Regions from separate parts of the Mus musculus genome. Here region 2 is linked to region 1. Evidence: chromatin contacts called from public HiChIP or PLAC-seq data. All regions are on one chromosome and are shown on one strand. The core of a region is the stretch at or near the end of the contact, and the rest is flanking DNA. Distances in the headings are between cores, read along the strand shown.

The links. HiChIP or PLAC-seq counts read pairs in DNA pulled down with a chosen protein or histone mark.
Region 2: a contact with region 1 is called in an H3K27ac HiChIP or PLAC-seq map of embryonic stem cells, with 6 read pairs. The contact joins the promoter of D830039M14Rik here to the enhancer-like site in region 1. A contact is called at or near these places in 6 of 39 promoter capture datasets (the 3T3-L1 cell line, 3T3-L1-derived adipocytes, the C10 cell line and 3 more), 1 of 15 datasets of contacts at CTCF or cohesin (the NIH/3T3 cell line), 3 of 484 Hi-C or Micro-C datasets (CD4 T cells, embryonic stem cells and pro-B cells), 3 of 115 datasets of contacts at active chromatin or transcription factors (all in embryonic stem cells) and 3 of 9 other capture datasets (adipose tissue, embryonic stem cells and liver).

Annotation. Positions count from the first base shown.
Region 1 is chr10:61,438,362-61,443,185 of GRCm38.p6, forward strand. All of the region lies in intron 1 of Eif4ebp2 (eukaryotic translation initiation factor 4E binding protein 2), which reads right to left. Among named protein-coding and RNA genes, the nearest start is that of Eif4ebp2, 12 kb to the right of the region's middle. Within about 2 kb of position 2,215, at least 11 of the 459 cell types and tissues checked have an H3K27ac peak or open chromatin away from gene starts, as enhancers often do. A contact at or near this core is called in embryonic stem cells, where this site is marked.
Region 2 is chr10:61,474,239-61,479,062 of GRCm38.p6, forward strand. It overlaps D830039M14Rik (RIKEN cDNA D830039M14 gene), which reads right to left and starts at 2,443. Exons shown (of 1, transcript NR_166099.1): 1 at 989-2,443. Lrrc20 (leucine rich repeat containing 20) reads left to right here and starts at 1,595. Exons shown (of 5, transcript NM_153542.1): 1 at 1,595-1,651.

The sequences.
Region 1 (4,824 bases), core at 965-3,464:
GAGTACTGCTCTTCCAGAGGTCCTGAGTTCAGTTCCCAGCAACCACATGGTGGCTCACAACCATCTGTAATGGGATCTGATGCCCTCTTCTAGTGTGTCTGAGGACAGCTATAGTGTACTCATATACATTAACTCAGACAGGCATCTGAATTATGAGCAATGAGCCCATTCTATGCCTCTAGATTGCAGAAAACTCAGTATGAATGACTAAGTGTTTGAGAGTAGCTGATATATTTGTTGTCCCTGAATCCAGCACTTTAAGTCTGATGCCAGCTAGAAACCCTCTGGCTCTATACTCAAGCCACACTCTGTGCAGCTGAAGCTGCTATACCCAACTGGCAGTGCCAAGGTTGGTTCTGTGCTCCTCCAGGTCCTCTCAGGTGTTCCCATGGCACAATACCACGGATTGCCCGGTGGTTTCTAGTGATGGACTGGTGGGTGAGAGAGAAGCAAGCTTCCAGCCATTCCTTCTTATGGAGACAGGGACCTCATCACTGGAGCCCCACTCTCATGGTCTCATCTATAGGCAACCTCCCCAGCACTCTGTCCACCATACTGCACCGCACAGCTTCTCTGGGACTGTGCTCACAGATTCCTAGCCACCCGAGTCTGATGCTTCTTCCTAACATGTGGGGAACCCATGATCGGAACGTGGCTATAGGGCAGAAGGCTGTAACAAAGAAGGGGGAGAGCTTTAGCTGATTTGACTTGCCTGACACCCCCACTTTTGACTAACATTTTTGGGGGTATAGTTAAATGTTCATATTCATGTATATATTAGGTAGTTATCAACTTGGGGGTATTTAGCACATTTACTACCATAAATTTTTGTCGTATTTTCTGTTTTTTACAAAAATCATTTGTTTTATGTGTATGAATGTTTTGCCTACATGTATGTGTGCATATGTCTGTGTGCCTATGGATGGTTGTGAGCTGCCACGTGGGTGATGAACACTGAACCTGGGTCCTCTCCAAGAACATCGAGTACTCTTAACTGCTAAGCCATCCACCCAAGCCCCATATCATTTTATTTTGTGAGACAGAACCTCTCTATGCAGCCCTGCTGGCCACGATCTCAAGTGACCTCCTGCCTCAGCTTTGTAAATGCTGGCATTACAGGTAAGCACTTCACACCCAGCCCAAATGTCTCTTCTTTTTTTAATGACAGTATGTATGTATATACATGAAAAGGCATGTATATGTCAGGGGTCTTTTCTTTCCTTAAAAGATTTATTTATTGCCGGGCGGTGGTGGGCATGCCTTTAATCCCAGCACTTGGGAGGCAGAGGCAGGTGGATTTCTGAGTTTGAGGCCAGCCTGGTCTACAGAGTGAGTTCCAGGACAGCCAAGGCTATACAGAGAAATCCTGTCTCGAAAAACAAAAAAAAAAAAAAAACAAAAAAACAAACAAACAAAAAAAAGACTTATTTATTATGTATACAGGGGTATGTTTGCATGTATGCCTGCAGACCAGTAGAGGGCATTGATCCCATTACAGATGGTTGTGAGCCACCATGTGGGTGCTGGGAATTGAATTCAGGACCTCTGGAAGAGCAGTCAGTGCTCTTAACTGCTGAGCCACCTCTCTAGCCCCAGTAGGGGTCTTTTCTGTTCTCTTCTACCATGTGGGACCCAGGGATTGAACTCAGATCATCAGGGTTTTTTTCGGAGATCACTAAAATTTCTTGATAGTGCATTCAAATCCTGTCTTCTAACTATGGCTACACAATAATCTAATGTGCTGCTATAATTATATCTGTATAAATGGCAGGATAAATGTCCTTCCTTTTCCAAGGTTTTGCTGTGTTTTCAAAGTGCTAAGTGGACAATTTCAAAGATTTCTTAAGTTTCAAATAACTTGTGTTAGGAGAGCATGCTTTCAATTATCCTCAGTTACTGCTGAGCTCTTGCTGCTCCACCTTACAGCCGAAGGTCACCGCAGGAGGGGTGGAGGAAATCAGCAGCAGGCTCTGTCTGCTGCTCCCTGCAGTCTCCAGCACCTTCTATACAACACCTTCTATAACCCATCCCTGGGTGGGTCGGGAAGATGCTGGGAATGTGCACTACATCTGCTAATCTCAGCAGGTGCCACGCCCTAACCACTAAGGGACGACACTGATTTAAGATCTAGATATCCATGTACAGGTTATAGTGTAGACAGCCATTCTCCTGGAGCACGCCCCAATATGGACTGGCCCAGTCACATGCTACCTGGCTGCAGAACTGCTGTTTTCCAAATGACCTCAGACTTCACACTCCAGTAGGCAGTAGGAAGGCACCAATTCACACAGTGCAGTCTTTTCCTTGCTGGCCACCCTAGCTGACATGAAGCCACTCCCCTGTCCAGACTTACCTGGACCCTGGTGAGCCTTACTCCTCACGTGCTTACTAGTTTTCCAATACACAAAGCTTTGGAGAAAAGTTCCAGATATGCCAACCGCATATCTTTAAACACACAGAGCTGAGGACTGAACCCACCATCTTGCTTATGCTAGATAAGTGTTTTACCACTGACTAAATCTCCAGCTTACTCTTTATAGTCTGAATACAACAAGCACATACAGAGAATTTTTTTTTTTTTGCATATATATCTCTATCTCCATCCATATCCCCTTGATGGCTCTCTACCCTCTCCCACCCCCCACTCCACCCCCAAGTCCTGAGGATTGAACCCAGGGGCATGTGTTACATGATGGCATTCTTTGAGGCATAAAGAGAATTTTTTATTTTTATGATTTACTTTATGTATGAATACACTGTAATTTTCAGACACACAAGAGGACATCAGATCCCATTACAGATGGTTGTAAGCTACCATGTGGTTGGAGGGGATTGAACTCGGGACCTCTGGAAGAGCAGAGGTCTTAACCACTCAACCATCTCTCCAACCCCATAAAGAGAATTTTAAAAAAAGTTTCTAAATTCCTGGCTGTCCCAGAACTTATAGTAACCACCATCCGTTGCACCCCTTCCCCTCATACACACACTTGAGTCCTAAATGCTGGGCTCATATGTGCCACTACCAGGCCCTGGCATTTGTATGAGATCCAATATATATTTGTTGTTCTGCTTGTACTTTTGATATCAAGCCTAAGAAATGACTTCATCCATGGTTAGTTATGAGCGCTGTTGCCTGCTTTTCTACGAACTCTACCCGTGAACCGTGGGTCCAAACTCAGCGTCTGTGTGTGGACACACAGTTGTACTGTGGGCACCAATTGCTGAAAAGAGGTCCCATTTGAATTGCTATGGCAGCTTTACTGGGGAGGGAGAGTGAGCAGTGCGTGTGTTTGCGTCATGTGTGTGCATGTATGCTGTGTTTGTGCTTGTGTGTTGGGCGGGCACACTACTCCTGGCCTCTCAATTCCTTTCCATTGATACACATGCAAATGCAAATCACAAGTTTTGAAACCAGGAGATGAGAGTCCTCCAAGACTGTATTTTTACTTTCTACAATCATGTGGTTATTTCAGGTCCTTTAGAGCTCCATATGAAATTCAAGATTGCTCCCAAGGCAGCTTGGACTGACCCCTACTATGTGCATCATCTCCTGATCTACCTACTTGTCTATCCATTGTCTTGAATTTCCTAACATTAAATTTTAATTGCATTTTATTTATTCAGCACGTGTGCATGTACGTACACCTATGTGTGTTCGAGGGCATAAATGCTATACGGTGCACATGGATATGTGCAGAGGATAATTTGGAGGCATCCACTCTCTCTTTCTATCATGTGCATCCTGGGAATGAAGCTCAGGTCTAACAGCAAGTCCCTTCCCCGCTGTGCCACCTCATCAGCCACCCAACACCCTGTCGCACAAGTCTTGATCAATTTTATTTAGTTGTACCTGCTGAGATAATTTATTATCTTGCCAGACCAAATTACTGAATTTTAAATGAAAAAGCTTTATTTGATAGTTACCTTCCCCATGAACCACAAAAAAAAAAAAAAAAAGAAAAGAAAAAAAAGCAAGGAGCATGTTAGTGATTAACAAGTATGTGACCATTCCAAAGAACCAACTACTCTAAGAAAAATGCTCTAAGAAAAATGCTAATTACCAGGAAAAAAGTCTTTTAGTTCCTAATGGATATATCTGTATTTACTGTAAAGAATCAAAGACAATCTATTAAAAATTGAAATAGTCCATGTCCTGGACACACATCAACTTAAGACATACTTTGTGCATGTGTGGAAACCAGTCTCACCTCGTAGCTTGGGCTGGCCTTGAACTCACAGCAATCTGCCTAGCACACTTGGGAATCGTCGGAGTGCAGTGTGTGGAATGAAGACTAGCTGGGTGGATAATCTTGTCCAGATGAGCAAGGTTGACACAACAGAGAAACTGTGCTCGCTCGTGTTCCTGAAGCTACACAGAACAGAACAGGACTAACACTGCTAGGGCAGGCAGCAGAGAAGGGTCCTTCAAGCTCAGCTTAATGATGGGTAGGTTGGGCACAGTAAGCATAGCCCCTGCTGGGCATACTCTCCACCCCAAGGTAGGCAGGCAGGCAGGCAAGTAAAGGCATTTAAAAGAAACAAGAGCCATCAAGGTGGCTTAGGGGGTAAAAGCACTTGGCTCACAAACCTTAAGCCCAGAGCTCAATCCCTGACCCCCACCACTAGGACAGAATGACTTCTAAAGGTCATCCTCTGACTTCCACACAAGCACCTCAGCACACACACACACCAATAATGTGTGTGTATGAGAGAGAGAGAGAGACCAAGAGAAAGCGAGACAGAGACAGAGAGACAGCAGTTAAAGATAAAGCAACAGGCTGAGTGTGACCCCATATTCCTTTAATCCCAGCACCTGAGCTCCAT
Region 2 (4,824 bases), core at 1,193-3,692, 36 kb after region 1:
CATTGTTTATTGTCATATGAGTGTCCTCTGCTTCGTTAGGCAATGAGTCATCATTAAGCAATGTATCTTGTCTCCTTTCACAGAGTTCTCAAGGATGGAGAAGCAGAAAGGACTCTAAGAGCCCAGGCCATTATATCCCTAATGGGAGGTGTTGGGTTATGACTAGTTTATTGCTTAGCCTGGTAGGGAGGGGCCTAGTGAACCTGGTCAGTTTCAGGGACTTCCTGAAGCTAATTTGAGTTTGTTTACCTTCCTCTTTAAGGAGGTTCCCAAAGCTATTTTAAGTGCTTATTGCTTAAGGAGCTTCCTACAGGAAGCAGTGTTTTTGGAAACTGTTACACAACAGGAGATCTGTGAAGTGGCTACATTTTAGAAGCTGTGGTCCTGGTGGCTAGTCTGGCAGCCGTGAATACAAATTACTCAAAAGAACAGCAGCATCTTTTGCTAGTCTGATTTACTGACTAGAAATTTAGTGACACAAAAGGGTTAAAATGTTGCAGGTCCAGAGCCAGACTGGCATTTTGTGGCATCTTTATGTCCTTTAACAACTACTGATTGCTCTGCCCTCTACTTGGCTTAACATCTTTGTAACTATCCAGTAAGTCAGAGTGCAAGAACAGATCTCTAGTTTCCGATCAACCAAAGGGCTAAGAATGCTCTCAGGCTAGCATCTGGGGCCTATAGCTGAGATCTTTTTCTCCTTTGCTGTAGCCTGTTTACCTGATATCCTCACCAATACAATTGAAAAGTGCCTTGTTTTTACGTTTTTCTTTGTTCTTCATTAAGAGGCTGGAGAGACAGCTACACCGTTCCTTTGCAAGGGTTGTCCAATCATGTACAGGATGGTTCATAGCTGTTTGCAACTCCAATCCCAGGAGATTTGACCCCTCTTTTGGCCTCTGAGGACACCAGACACATAGGTGGTGCACAAATACACACGCGGGCAAACACGCATAAAATAACTAAAAAAAAAAAAAAAAAGCACAAAATAATTCACAATTTTTATCAAACTGTTACCATGTTGGGACATGGAATAACCTGTATTTGTGTTCCCGGGCTAGGGTCGCTCCTATTTGGCTCTAGGATAAGCCATCTCTGATCCCCTTTGAGGTGAGAGTTGTGTTTTTGCGTCGCAGCAGCGCTGGACTCCACAGTCCCTTCATCAGTTCTCACAGCGACCCGTGAAGCAGGTAGACTTTAGTTCCATGTTTACTTTAGTCTGAAGAGATGAAGTTACAGTGCGGCTTCAATTAGCGTTTCTTTGCGTTTTCCAAAGTTCCCCGATCTGCTGAACCCGGCTCATCCGTGGAATTAAAAACAAAATAAAATCCAGCCTGGAGAAGCATCCTACACAAGAAGATGCAGGGCCCCGCCCCTAGCGCGCTGGCTTTGCCGACTCCACACAAAGCGGTTCCTCCCTTGGTTCCCGAGCGCGCAGGAGGAGTTGCGCGCTGATTGGTGCGCGCGGGCGGAGCGCTGGCCCCTCCCCGCCCTGGGTCGTATCCTGGTGTCACTATTGGCTGAGCGGCCGTGCGCGCTGAGCTCCCTGCCCCTTTGGCTCCGCCCCTCGGGCTCAGAACTTGCACCGGGTGCCGTCGGTCGCCGCGGGAGCGTGAGTGCTGGGCGCTGGGCTCTAGGACGCATTGTCGCCGTAAGTGCTGCCTCCAGCGGCCCACAGGCTTCGCGCCGCGCTGAATAACGGTGGCCAGAGGCCGAGCGTGGCAGGGGCAGAAGGGAAAGCACTGGGCTTGGCCGTGTCCCTTCCCCTCCCCCAGCACACCTGGTAGCACCGAGTCATGGCTCGGGCGGTGCCCAGAGGTCATGGACTATCGCTTGCGGTAGTGGGAGGCTCGTGGTTAGAGCTCTCGGACAGCCCGGCTTCCGTCTCCCCAGTGAGACGCCCTTGCCCATCGGGAGAGGCAGCTGCGCATGTCACTTGGGAGTGTGCCTCTCCGCCCCTGGCAGCGTGGGACGCCCCCGGCCTCTGCGATCACCAGCGTCCCCCCTCTGCTTGCTCCATTTGTCCCAGTTCCTGTCTGCCAGGCCAGCGCGAGGCTGGAGACGAGCAGCCACTGGCTGTGAGAATGGGGTCCAGGGATCCTGTCCTTGGCCACTGTGTACTGTCGGTACAGTCTAAGGATGCTCACGCGGGGCTCCCCAACTCTAAAGCTGAGCTGCGAAACCAGGCGCCAACGTGTCCAGCTCATTGCCCCAGCGGGCTCTTTCCCCTGGGTGAGAAAGTGGGTCATCTCTGCTCTGGTCTCGAGTGGACCTTTGGGACTGTTGGGGTGTGATTAGCATTGTGCCCCTTACCTCGCCACATCAGCTCTTGGCTTCAGCAGGGTCCCGAAGTCTGTCTGGAGCCAGCGGAGCCAGCGGTGGGGCAGATCGTGCGCATGGCTGCGGAGGCTCCGGTTGCCCCGCAGAGCGGCTGCCAGGCTCTAAAGTTCCCAGTTGACCACAACAGTAACTAAATATAGGACCAGCTGGTGCGGCCGGAGTGTCGCAGTGGCTCCTTTGCAGAGATCTTAGGGCTGCAGATAATGAAGTTGAGTTCTGACCCTTAAAGACTGGGTCATTGCCATGGTCAAGGTTTAAATACCTCAGCCCCAAGTTTGGAATTTAGGTGAGATCAGTTTCAGATCTGCCAGAGAAATTATACAGTGTTCACAATCATAGCTTCCTCAAAGCAGAATAGCACACTCACCTTCAATTTATTATATGCAAACTTCCTGTCTGTCCTTGTTTGATGACCTAATAGTTGGTCCTGGCTTAATGCAGGAAGCCCTTAATGGCTTGCAGAGTCTTTTCTTAGAAGTGATTTTTTTTCAGTTAATTTTTATTAACAGTTTCATTGAGGAAGGTGATGTTTCCATCTCACAACTGGGGCTGCCCCACAACATTGAGAGCTTTCCAGAATTCTGCTTGCATTAGTTAGGCTCCTCAGGAAGGCCTCCAGAGGTCTGGAACAGACCGCAGGCCTTCTCTGTGGCTTGTCTTTATCTACCTGTTGCTGGCACCCTATGGGCCCTTCTTCTGGGGTCATGCCACAGGCCTCACCCCCAGGCTGTGCAGGCATATAACTGGTTCATTTTGTCTCCCAGTGGGAAGTTTGTATCATCAGGCATGTCCAACCAGTGGGCCTGGTTTGTCCCAGGAGAGCTATAAGTGCAGCTTAATAGACATGCAATTTAAAAATGCTGTGGTTGCAGTATCATTCTAGTCCACACCCAATCTCTCTCTCTCTCTCTCTTTATTGTCCAGCATGGCTTTTATAGATGGTGACCAGAAGATTTCAAATTTAAACATATCCTGGGGCTGTGTTACAAACTGGTGGTGGGAGGGCACAGGTGAGCTGTCTTGTTCTGTAGCTCAGGCTGACCTGGGACTTGGGGTCCTCCTGTTTCAGTTTTCCTTGTGCTGGGGTTATAGGTATTTGCCACCATGTCTAGTTTCCTTGAAAATTTCTGAGTCTCCCCTATCCAGAGTCTGGGATAGGTGGCCCTGGTTGTACGGGAGCAGCATGGGCCTATGTGTCGGGCCCATGTGGGCCCATTGCTCCTGTTTCTCCCTGACTCTCTGCCACCACCATCCTTATGTGGTAGATTGACTGTATTCCTGCTTCTAGGAGCCTAGAACCTAGACTTGTGGGGCCGGCCTGGGATCTGTGGATTGTTCTGGTTGCAGAGGGGTGCCCAGTGCCTTGATTGTCCAAAGAGTGCTGATGTGCGTGCAGGCAGCTTGTGAATGGGCTCAGATCGTTTATGTAGATGTGGGGGCAGCCCACAGCCTGGTCTCTTGTTTGACATGGACAATTGTCTGTTCCTCTTTTTAAAACATACAAAAGAAAAAGTGAATGCCTGTGTCCCATCTCATCCTTCCCACCCCACACCAGTGCTGGGATTAAATGCAAGGCCATGAGAAAGCTCTCATTACGTTGCTCTTGAAGTCATTTCTGTAGTCCGGACAGGTCTTGAACTACGATTCTCTTGCTTCAGGATGACAGGCCTGTGCCACCAGCCCCAGCAAGAACAGCTCATGCTTTCCTCCCCAGCCTTTCTCTCCCAGCTTCTATTAGATATTAAGTAAGTCCCCATAGGTTAATTGACTGGTTAGATCCCGAACAGGCCCAGCCTTTGGGGCCGAAGGAGCCACCAAACAGTTGGATAGTTTCCCCTATGGCCTTTGGTGGGGCCAGGAGCCCACTCCAGCCTCAAGTTTGTTCTCCCTGAGCTCTGGAGCCCTGCCACCCTCTCCGGTCCCTGTACTGAGTCCCTGGAGAGGCAGAAGGAGATGGAATAGCAGAAAAAGCCCCTGGTTAAGGAATCCGAGAGTTGGGGAGTCTGGGGGTGAGTATGTGTGTGGAGGGCAGCTCTGTTTCCATCCAGCTGGTTGCCCTGCCTTCTTGGCTCTGCAGTTTCTCAGTTTGTGAAGGAGTTAAGGTAAATCCCCTGAGGGGCCAGTGAGATGGTTCTCTGGGTAAAAGCTGGTGATGAGCTGAGTTTGATCCAAGAATCTACAGTAGAGAGGACACCCTCTGCAAAGTTGTCCTCTTACCTCCAAATGTGCCTCACAGCATGCTCATGCCTGTATTCATGAACGCGCACATGCACACACATGCACGCACACATATGCATGCATTTTCTCTCTCCCTCCCTCCCTCTCTCCCTCTCCCTCTTCTTCTCTTCCTCTCTTCCTTTCTCTCTCTCTCTCTCTCTCTCACACGCACACACACACACACACACACACACACACACACACACGCCTGTGCCTGTATTCACGCTCCCACACATGCACATGCCTACGCATGCACACATGCACATA